2 separate regions of the Rattus norvegicus genome follow, and region 1 is linked to region 2. Evidence: chromatin contacts called from public Hi-C data. All regions are on one chromosome and are shown on one strand. The core of a region is the stretch at or near the end of the contact, and the rest is flanking DNA. Distances in the headings are between cores, read along the strand shown. Region 1 holds the start of Nr3c2 (nuclear receptor subfamily 3, group C, member 2). Region 2 overlaps Nr3c2 (nuclear receptor subfamily 3, group C, member 2).

Region 1 (3,849 bases), core at 682-3,181, 230 kb before region 2:
GCCTCATACTGCTAGTGAGGGTGTGACCCGGGGAGGGGGACCAGGACGCCGCGGGCTCCCCCTGCGGTGCCCCCCACAAACGCATACACAACACACACACACACACACACACACACACACACACACACACACACACACACACACACACACACAACCACTCTCTAACCACTCTCTATCGCCGGAGCTGTCACCGGCCACCCCAGCCCTGGAAGGGGGCGCGGAAAGCCGCGCTTCCCCGCTACCGGCGCGGGGTCTTACCGCTCGACTGGTGGGCTCCCGGGACCTCCACAGTCACCCCGAGGCGAACCAGCAGCCCCGGAGACCCGCCGGCCCCAGGCCGGGCCGCCACTGCTGGGGACCGGCGGGTGCTCACAGCCCCCTCGGCGCGGTTTAATGCCGCCGGCTCGCCGGCTCGCCGCCTCCAACAGGGTATCTGCACTGTCGCTCTATTACTCTACCCACCGTCAGTAGGGCGACTGCCGGGATTGCTATCCTCTCCATCCTCATTGCCGATCAGCCAGTATTGGACTTGCTGGTAGCGGCGGCAGCGGCGGAGGCGGCGGGAGTCTCGCTGCCCCCCTCCCCCGCCCCAGCCTCCCTAACATGTCCTAGAAAAGGTGAGTGCAGCGACTGTCACTTTGCACCGACAGTGTCGGGAGGGGCCTGGGGAGCGCAAAGGAGGCCCAGGGTAGCAGGGCCAGCGCAGAGGGCAGATGAAGCGGGTCGGCTTAAGGAGGTGGGCTGCGGGCGATAGGTCTGGTGCCTGCCAGGCTGGCGCGGGACAAGGGTGCGGGGAGGCTGGCGAGCGCTCGGCGGCTTCTCCGCGCCGCTCTAACCTAGATTTTGCAAGGAGCTTCGACTCAGGGCAAAACCAGCCCTCCCTAAAGGAGGTAAAAACTTAGTAAAAAGATCCGGGTCCATTTCTTTAATAATGAATAGTTCTGCCACACTGGCTGAATTGCAGCCGCTCTGCTTGGCGAGCCCGGGCCGCCGGGTCCGGGACTCCCCTAGCTCCAGCTCGCCACCCGCGCGCGGCCCCGGGTGTGATCGATGCTGAGAGTGCTCGCCCGGCGCGCATGACAGCTACCCTCCCGGGAAAGTTGGGACACTCGACGGGGGGTTCGTGTGTGTAGGGGCTCCAGGGCCAACTCCACGCCAGGGACTGCTGGGCACCGGAGTCCGGAGTCCCAACCAGCTTGCGGGCTTCGCTGCAGTCCCCTTTGCCTCTGGGGAATGTCCTGCGGGAGTGGCTGAGAGTTCCAGTCTCCTTGGGCTTGGGATCCGGGATCCTGAGGCTTAACAAACTGTAAGGAAAGGAGGGGCCTTTGGGCACAAGGTGCCCTCCTCCTCCTGGGGCTTCAGCACTCGGGAAGCGAGGGTGAGCCTGAAGCTGCACAGCTGCCGCTGGCGGCCTGCGGGTCGCTAAGGGCCAGGGGACCAGATTTAGGTGTGTACGTCACTGGTGCTGACTCCCAGACAGCAGGGGAGTCCAAAGCCCAGCCTCAAACCAATTTGAAAGTCCTTAGAAATTAAAGTTAAGGAGTCCATCTTTCGGCTTAGCAAGTGCAGTGCTTAGGTGGGCGGGAGGGAAATCAGGGTGGGGGCGAAGGAAGGGAGTCGAAATTTCTTCGCGCAGACAAACGATCCTTAGAAAATAGTTTTAGTGCTCTCCCCTCTTCCAGTATGCCTGCCCCAATTATATGCACCCCTTCCAAACATTATAAAGTGAGTATCCTCGATAGTAGGCTTTCTTGCATATTGAACTAGTGGAAAAATCCAGTACTGAAGTAGTAAGTACAGTAACAAAATTATCAGGCGCCTCAGCTCTTGACCCTGGCACTTTTTTTTTTTTTTTTTTTTTTTTTTTTTTGGCAAGGGGTGGGGTGGGAGGAAGGCTGTGTTTAAAGGGGTTTGGCTGCACTGAAAGCACCCGCTTTTCCTGCGTGGTTAAAACAAGGAAACTGAAATCGAGTGGGAACGAGATCCTCTGGCTTTCCGACCGCGGAGATTACGGCTGCTCGGCAGGGAGGTAACTCTGAGACCTGGAGGGGGCGGGGAGCAGAGCTTCAGGGGTCCCGGGGACGCCCACCCTAGCAGTCCTAGGCCTGAGGACACTGTGGGAGGCGCCGGGTGTGCGACGCTGCGGCTCACCTGGCGCTGCAGGTGGAGAAAGCGAGGGCACACCATCTAGGCTGCTCTCGCGTCATCTCTTTTTTCCCCTTCTCTCCAGATTGCCTGTGGTCCACCGCGGGTGAAGGTGGGGGGACAGTTGGGTAGGTGAGAGCAAGTTTGGAGCGAAGGAGCAGAGTGGGCTAAAGGGTAGTGTGTGCAGGGGTGCCCCGAGTCGGGGCCACCTCCGGGAACTAGGAGAACACGCCGCCTCTGCGGCTTTAAGGAAGCTGCGGAGTCCAGGCTGTGTCGCAGCAACTTTGTATCAGTCATGTCGCCCGCCTGGTGACTGACAGCCCCGATTGCCCAATGAGAAGCGCTCCTAGCCCGCACAGCGTGGAGCCTTGTTTCCCCCTTGGCCAATGGAAATCGCTCCGGCGGGCGGGACAGCGACCTGAACTTTCTGGACATGTGACCGGGTTTAAAAGGGCCGGCTTTCCACTCCCCCTCGGGGCTTTCGCCCGCCCCCTCCTCTTGGCCCGCCCTGGCCCTGCCCCTGACCCCTCCCCTCAGCTCCTGCGCACCCCGGGTGTCATTGGGCCCGGGAGAAGAGAGCCAACTTCAGGCTGCTCAGAGGAAGCCAGTGCAAGTCACCTGGGCGCTAGCGCTGCTGTCTCAGGCTCTCCCGCTGCAGGGAGAGCGGCACTCGCTGGTCTGGATGTGGTTGGATGTAGGGGGGCTCCGCAGCAGGGTTGTCGTGGTGGTGGCAAGCGCTGCAACAGGTAGACGGCGAGAGGACGACCCTGGCCGAGGCAGGTGTGTAGGGGTGCGCAGTGGGGCGCCTCCGGTCCAGCCCGGTGTGCGGCCGTGGCAAGGGTGGCTTGCACTTTGCAGGGAGAAGCCGCTGCGTAATCCGGAGGCACAGTCAGTATGGTTCTGTGTGCTTGTTGTTTTGTTTTGGTTTTTCACCCCCCACAACCCCCCCACACCCTGGCCGGCTGAGGACTATTTTGGGAAAGTTTGGCCACTTTGGATAAATGCCCTCTAAAGAGCGGCTTTTAACCGCCTTTGGCAGTGGGCGGTCTACCACCCTCCCCTTTCCCCAAAAATGAATTTCAGATCGTTTTGCTCTTGCAAATTTTAAAGGACGTTTGAATAATGTTTCTTTCATCTATCAATTGCGGAAGCTTCTCAGTCTGAGTGGGAGGTGTAGCCGATAAGGGCAGTTGAAGGAGCTAGATCACCATAGATGTTGTATGAACAGGGTCTGGAAAACCTTGCGATTCCTTTCCTTTATAGTTGGGGAAACTCTAGGGGATTCTTAGGACAGGGACAGACAAGGGATGACGCTCCTTTTGGTGGTATCCTTGTCCAGATGGATTTTAGTTACATGGCTTTTCCTGCTGAATTTTTGAAAGACGAGGTTTAAATCATAATGCTTCATCATACCATCTGCTTTATTTATTTATTATATCATAGTTCGGAAAACTTTTCCTAGCAGAAGAGTTGTTAAAGCTGCTGAGTTTTAAAGGCACCAAGCTGCATTTTACCATTGTGGGTCCTCACTGTTATTGGTGATATTTATATAGTAATGATAACGGCGTTTTCCATTTGCATAGTCCTCCTTTGGAGCTTTAATTTCACGTTTGACATCACAGCATGCTACCTACCATGTATGCCATGAAATACTTTCGGGACTTTAGGAGGGGAGAGGCTAAAGCTAAAGCAAGCTTCTTCCTT
Region 2 (3,909 bases), core at 733-3,232:
CCTCAGTCACTGCATGGCATACCCTGCCCCCAACCCTGAACTTTCCAGCCCAGAGGCTAGGCTCCCAGGTTTTGGCACTCCAGGATAAATTATTTCTCCACTGGTGAAATGAACCAATTCAAAAGCCAGATTAGATCATATTAAATGAAGGTTTATTGGAAAGCTGATCTTGAGAATACTGGTCCCAAGGACTGGGGCCATGGAAGTGGCCATAGGAAAAGAGGAGAGGGGGAAGAGAAAGAGAGAAGGAGCACTTACAGAGAGAGCTGTGGGGGAGGGGACCAAAAGGTCTGGTTTATCTAGGGAAGAGCCTCTGGGGGGTGAGCGAGGGGGCAGCCCAACCCCTGGGTTGGAAAGTTCAGGGTTGTGGACAGGGTATGCCAGGTAGAGACTGAGGGATGCTAGGAGAACCTGGAGGCCAAGTCTGCTTTGATATGTAAAACAAGCACTTAGAGTCTAGAACTAAAGATCTCCTCAGCCAGTCAGGCACCAACAGAAGACCACACTCTCCACAGTCATTTCAACCTCAGGAGCTCTCCTTTTGTGTTGGTTTGTTTGTTTTTTAGTGTATCAAGGTCTGTAAGAAAAAAACATACATTTTCAAGTTGTTTGTTTGCTTTTGAAAGAGATCTTAAGTGCTGGGATTAAAGGTATGTGCCTCACAGCCAGCTAGGCTGTTGTTGCTGTTGTTGTTGGTGTTGTTGTTGTGATTGTTGTTGTTTTTAAGTTTAAGAAACACTTCCTGTTGAAATAGTACGCCATAGAAACAGATGGTTTGACTCCAAGCACAGCCCTGGTAAGAAACAATACTAGAAGTTACTATCTGAAATGAAGATTGGAGAGGACACAGCAGCATGTAGGAATGGACAGAAAGTATGATGTCACACACAAGACCTGTCCAAAGTCAAGTCAGACAGAGAAGGGGAAGTGCAAACAAAGTCCAGGTCCTCACCGAGAAGCTATTTGCAAATGGTATCTGTTGGGAAAGGGGACATCAATTTTCTTCAAAGAGATGACTCTGGGCCTACAACATATTCTGTGGCTGCCCATACTCAGGACAAATATTCTTCATTTTTATGTGCTTTTGCGGTTTATTTGGTAGGGTTTCTTTCTTTTTTCTTTCTTTCTTTTCTTTCTTGAATTTCTTTTTCATGAGAGAGAGAAAAAAAAAACAACCATGAATTTGAATGGGGGTAGGGGAAAATCTGGGAGAGGGAAATCAAATGAACAAAATATATTATATGAAAAAAAATTTTAAGTAAATTTAAAATACAAGTAATTTTAAAAGCTAATAGCTAGAGTGGGGACAGTAGCAATAACACCATTCATTAAACCCTTCTGTGTCATGTGATCTCTGTGCTGGTTTGTGTAGCAAATTAGCAAATAGAAAGACAAAATCATTTCTCTGAAGTCAGTGTGTAGATCAAAGCTTCACACCTCTGTAACTTAGAAGTTGACCCCAAAGAACCTGAACTCAGGGGAGAAGGCACTGAGAGAGATGACAGGACCCAAGAAAATCTCAGGGGAAGGAGTCATGGGGTGTTGTTACCCATCAAAGCCGGAAAATAGTGTCGAAAGGGAAGACGATTTCAAGGTTCCCCAAATAACCAACTGTAGCTTTAAAATTGTAAAGAAGAACCACAAAGGGCCTTCGAAAGGTTGAAGAGAGTTTCCTACCAGATGAGGACACATTGGAGACATTAAGCAAAGAGTTCCCCGAGTGAGCGTGAGACCCAGGAGAGAATGTCAGTCAGCTTTCCATTCCTGTGTCAGAGTACCCAAGATAAACTTGTACAGAAGAGAAAGGCTTATTTTGGACTCATGTGTAGAGAGATTTCAACCTGTGCTTGTTTTGTGCCTGTGTCAAAGGAGTGCGTGAGTACGGAGGGATCCTTATTCCTGATGGTTCTAAGAAGGGGGCAGGGAGGCAGGGCGTTGTCCTCAGAGCTTTGGCCGGCCCTAATCACCCTCCAGTTACCTCATCCTGCAGATTGCTGCTCAGTGCCTGGGTCTGCCAGAGCTTTGTCGGCCTGACTCTGCCTCCACACATTAGCTATGCCCCTGCCTCTCTTGGAGCAAATTCTTTGTTTGAGTCACTGTACATCTGTCCTCTCGATGTTTCAAATTCTAAACATTCTCTAGGGCTTGACTGAGATGGTTCCTTTCTTTCGACGTTTTCATATATCTATTACTAATATTCGCCCTGTACCCTACCCCATTCCTGACTGGTCCTCTCTTCATAAAGTCTTCTTCCCCTTCCCCTTGTATAGCCATATCTTAAAGTAACATCACATCAATACCATATGTCTTATTCCAACTTCCCGAAGCTCCCTGAACCTCTATAATGTAAAGTCTTGGAGGCAATGAATGGGCTACTTTGTGAGTTCTTCAACCTTGCCTTGAAAATCTTTGGGCTGCGGTATGGCTCACAGGTAGAGTACTTGACTGGATGGCGTGAGGCCCCTGGGTTAGACTCCTAGGGCATGCGCATGTATTCACACATATACATGCATATGAATACACACACACACACACACACATGTTTATTGAATGGAGTAGAATCATGGCTGGAGATGTATTCTGCTCACTTATATTTAATTAAGAGCTGACAGTTATTTGAATTTTCTCACTTTACCTTTTTTTAAAAAAAAAAGAAAAAAAGTAAACTAAACCCAGGATGACTGGTAACACCAGCACTTTTTAATCTTTTTGTGTGTGTGTGTGTGTGTGTGTGTGTATGTGTGTGTGTTCGTATGTGTTTGTGTGTGTGTGTTTGTGTGTGTGTATGTGTTTGTATGTGTTTGTGTATGTGTTTGTGTGTGTGTGTTGTGGTGTGTGTGTGTTTGTATGTGTTTGTGTATGTGTTTGTGTGTGTGTATGTTTTTGTGTATGTGTTTGTGTGTGTGTGTGTTTGTATGTGTTTGTGTATGTGTTTGTGTGTGTGTATGTTTTTGTGTATGTGTTTGTGTGTGTGTGTGTTTGTATGTGTTTGTGTATGTGTTTGTGTGTGTGTATGTTTTTGTGTATGTGTTTGTGTGTGTGTGTGTTTGTATGTGTTTGTGTATGTGTTTGCGTGTGTGTATGTTTTTGTGTATGTGTTTGTGTGTGTGTGTTTGTATGTGTTTGTGTATGTGTTTGTGTGTGTGTGTGTCTTTACTATAGGCCAGATTTTACACTTCCTGTTGATGCACTTTTTTAATTGTTCTTTTTATTGGTTCTTTGTGAATTTGACAGCAATCACCCCAATCCCACTTATCCCGCCACTCCACTTGTGCCTGTTTTCCACCCTTACAACCACCTCTCCAACAGAGTAAAAAAATTTCTAGTTGTGGGAGCTATAGTGTGTCACAATGTGCCCACAGTACATCCTTTTGTCCACACTTCTTCACTTGCAAAATTTCATCTCAATGAGTCATTGGTCTGGTTCAGGGCCTCTGGCTTCTACATCATTATTAATACTGAGTCCTCACTGAGACTCCTCTCAGATATTCTGTTGCTGCCCTGTGTCATGGAGATCCTGTAGTTTTGGATCTGTAAGATTGACACCTTCATAAACTGCAGCCATTCCTAAATGGGGTAGATGTTGGGGTGAGACAATTCAAAACCACTGGCCCTCCCACTCTCATACCCCCAGGGCTGGCTCACCAGCAATATGCAAACCCCTACACACCCAACACCTGTCCAGCTCTACCATGCTCCCCAGGCAGAGTGCAGGGCCTGCTATCCTAGGTGCCTGAAGCAGGTGAGAAGCAGGACCAACTGCCACCTGCCACTAGTGGCAAGGGCAAAAGGAAGGGGAGGGGATCTGAAGAGGCAATAATTAATCTGCTCTAACCCCCCAGCATGTGCTCGAGATTCTTGCTACCCACCCAAATATTTTGGATTCACTAATGAAAGACACACATGCAA

What was found. Hi-C and Micro-C count contacts between places; a contact is called where the count stands out from the background.
Region 1: a Hi-C map of psoas muscle shows a contact between it and region 2, with 2.0 times the contacts expected there. The contact joins the promoter of Nr3c2 here to the enhancer-like site in region 2.

What each region holds. Positions count from the first base shown.
Region 1 is chr19:47,960,366-47,964,214 of GRCr8, reverse strand. Nr3c2 (nuclear receptor subfamily 3, group C, member 2) reads left to right here and starts at 1,931. Exons shown (of 9, transcript NM_001395077.1): 1 at 1,931-2,029.
Region 2 is chr19:47,729,489-47,733,397 of GRCr8, reverse strand. The region is part of intron 3 of Nr3c2 (nuclear receptor subfamily 3, group C, member 2); the gene reads left to right. Among named protein-coding and RNA genes, the nearest start is that of Nr3c2, 230 kb to the left of the region's middle. Within about 2 kb of position 1,982, at least 4 of the 93 cell types and tissues checked have an H3K27ac peak or open chromatin away from gene starts, as enhancers often do.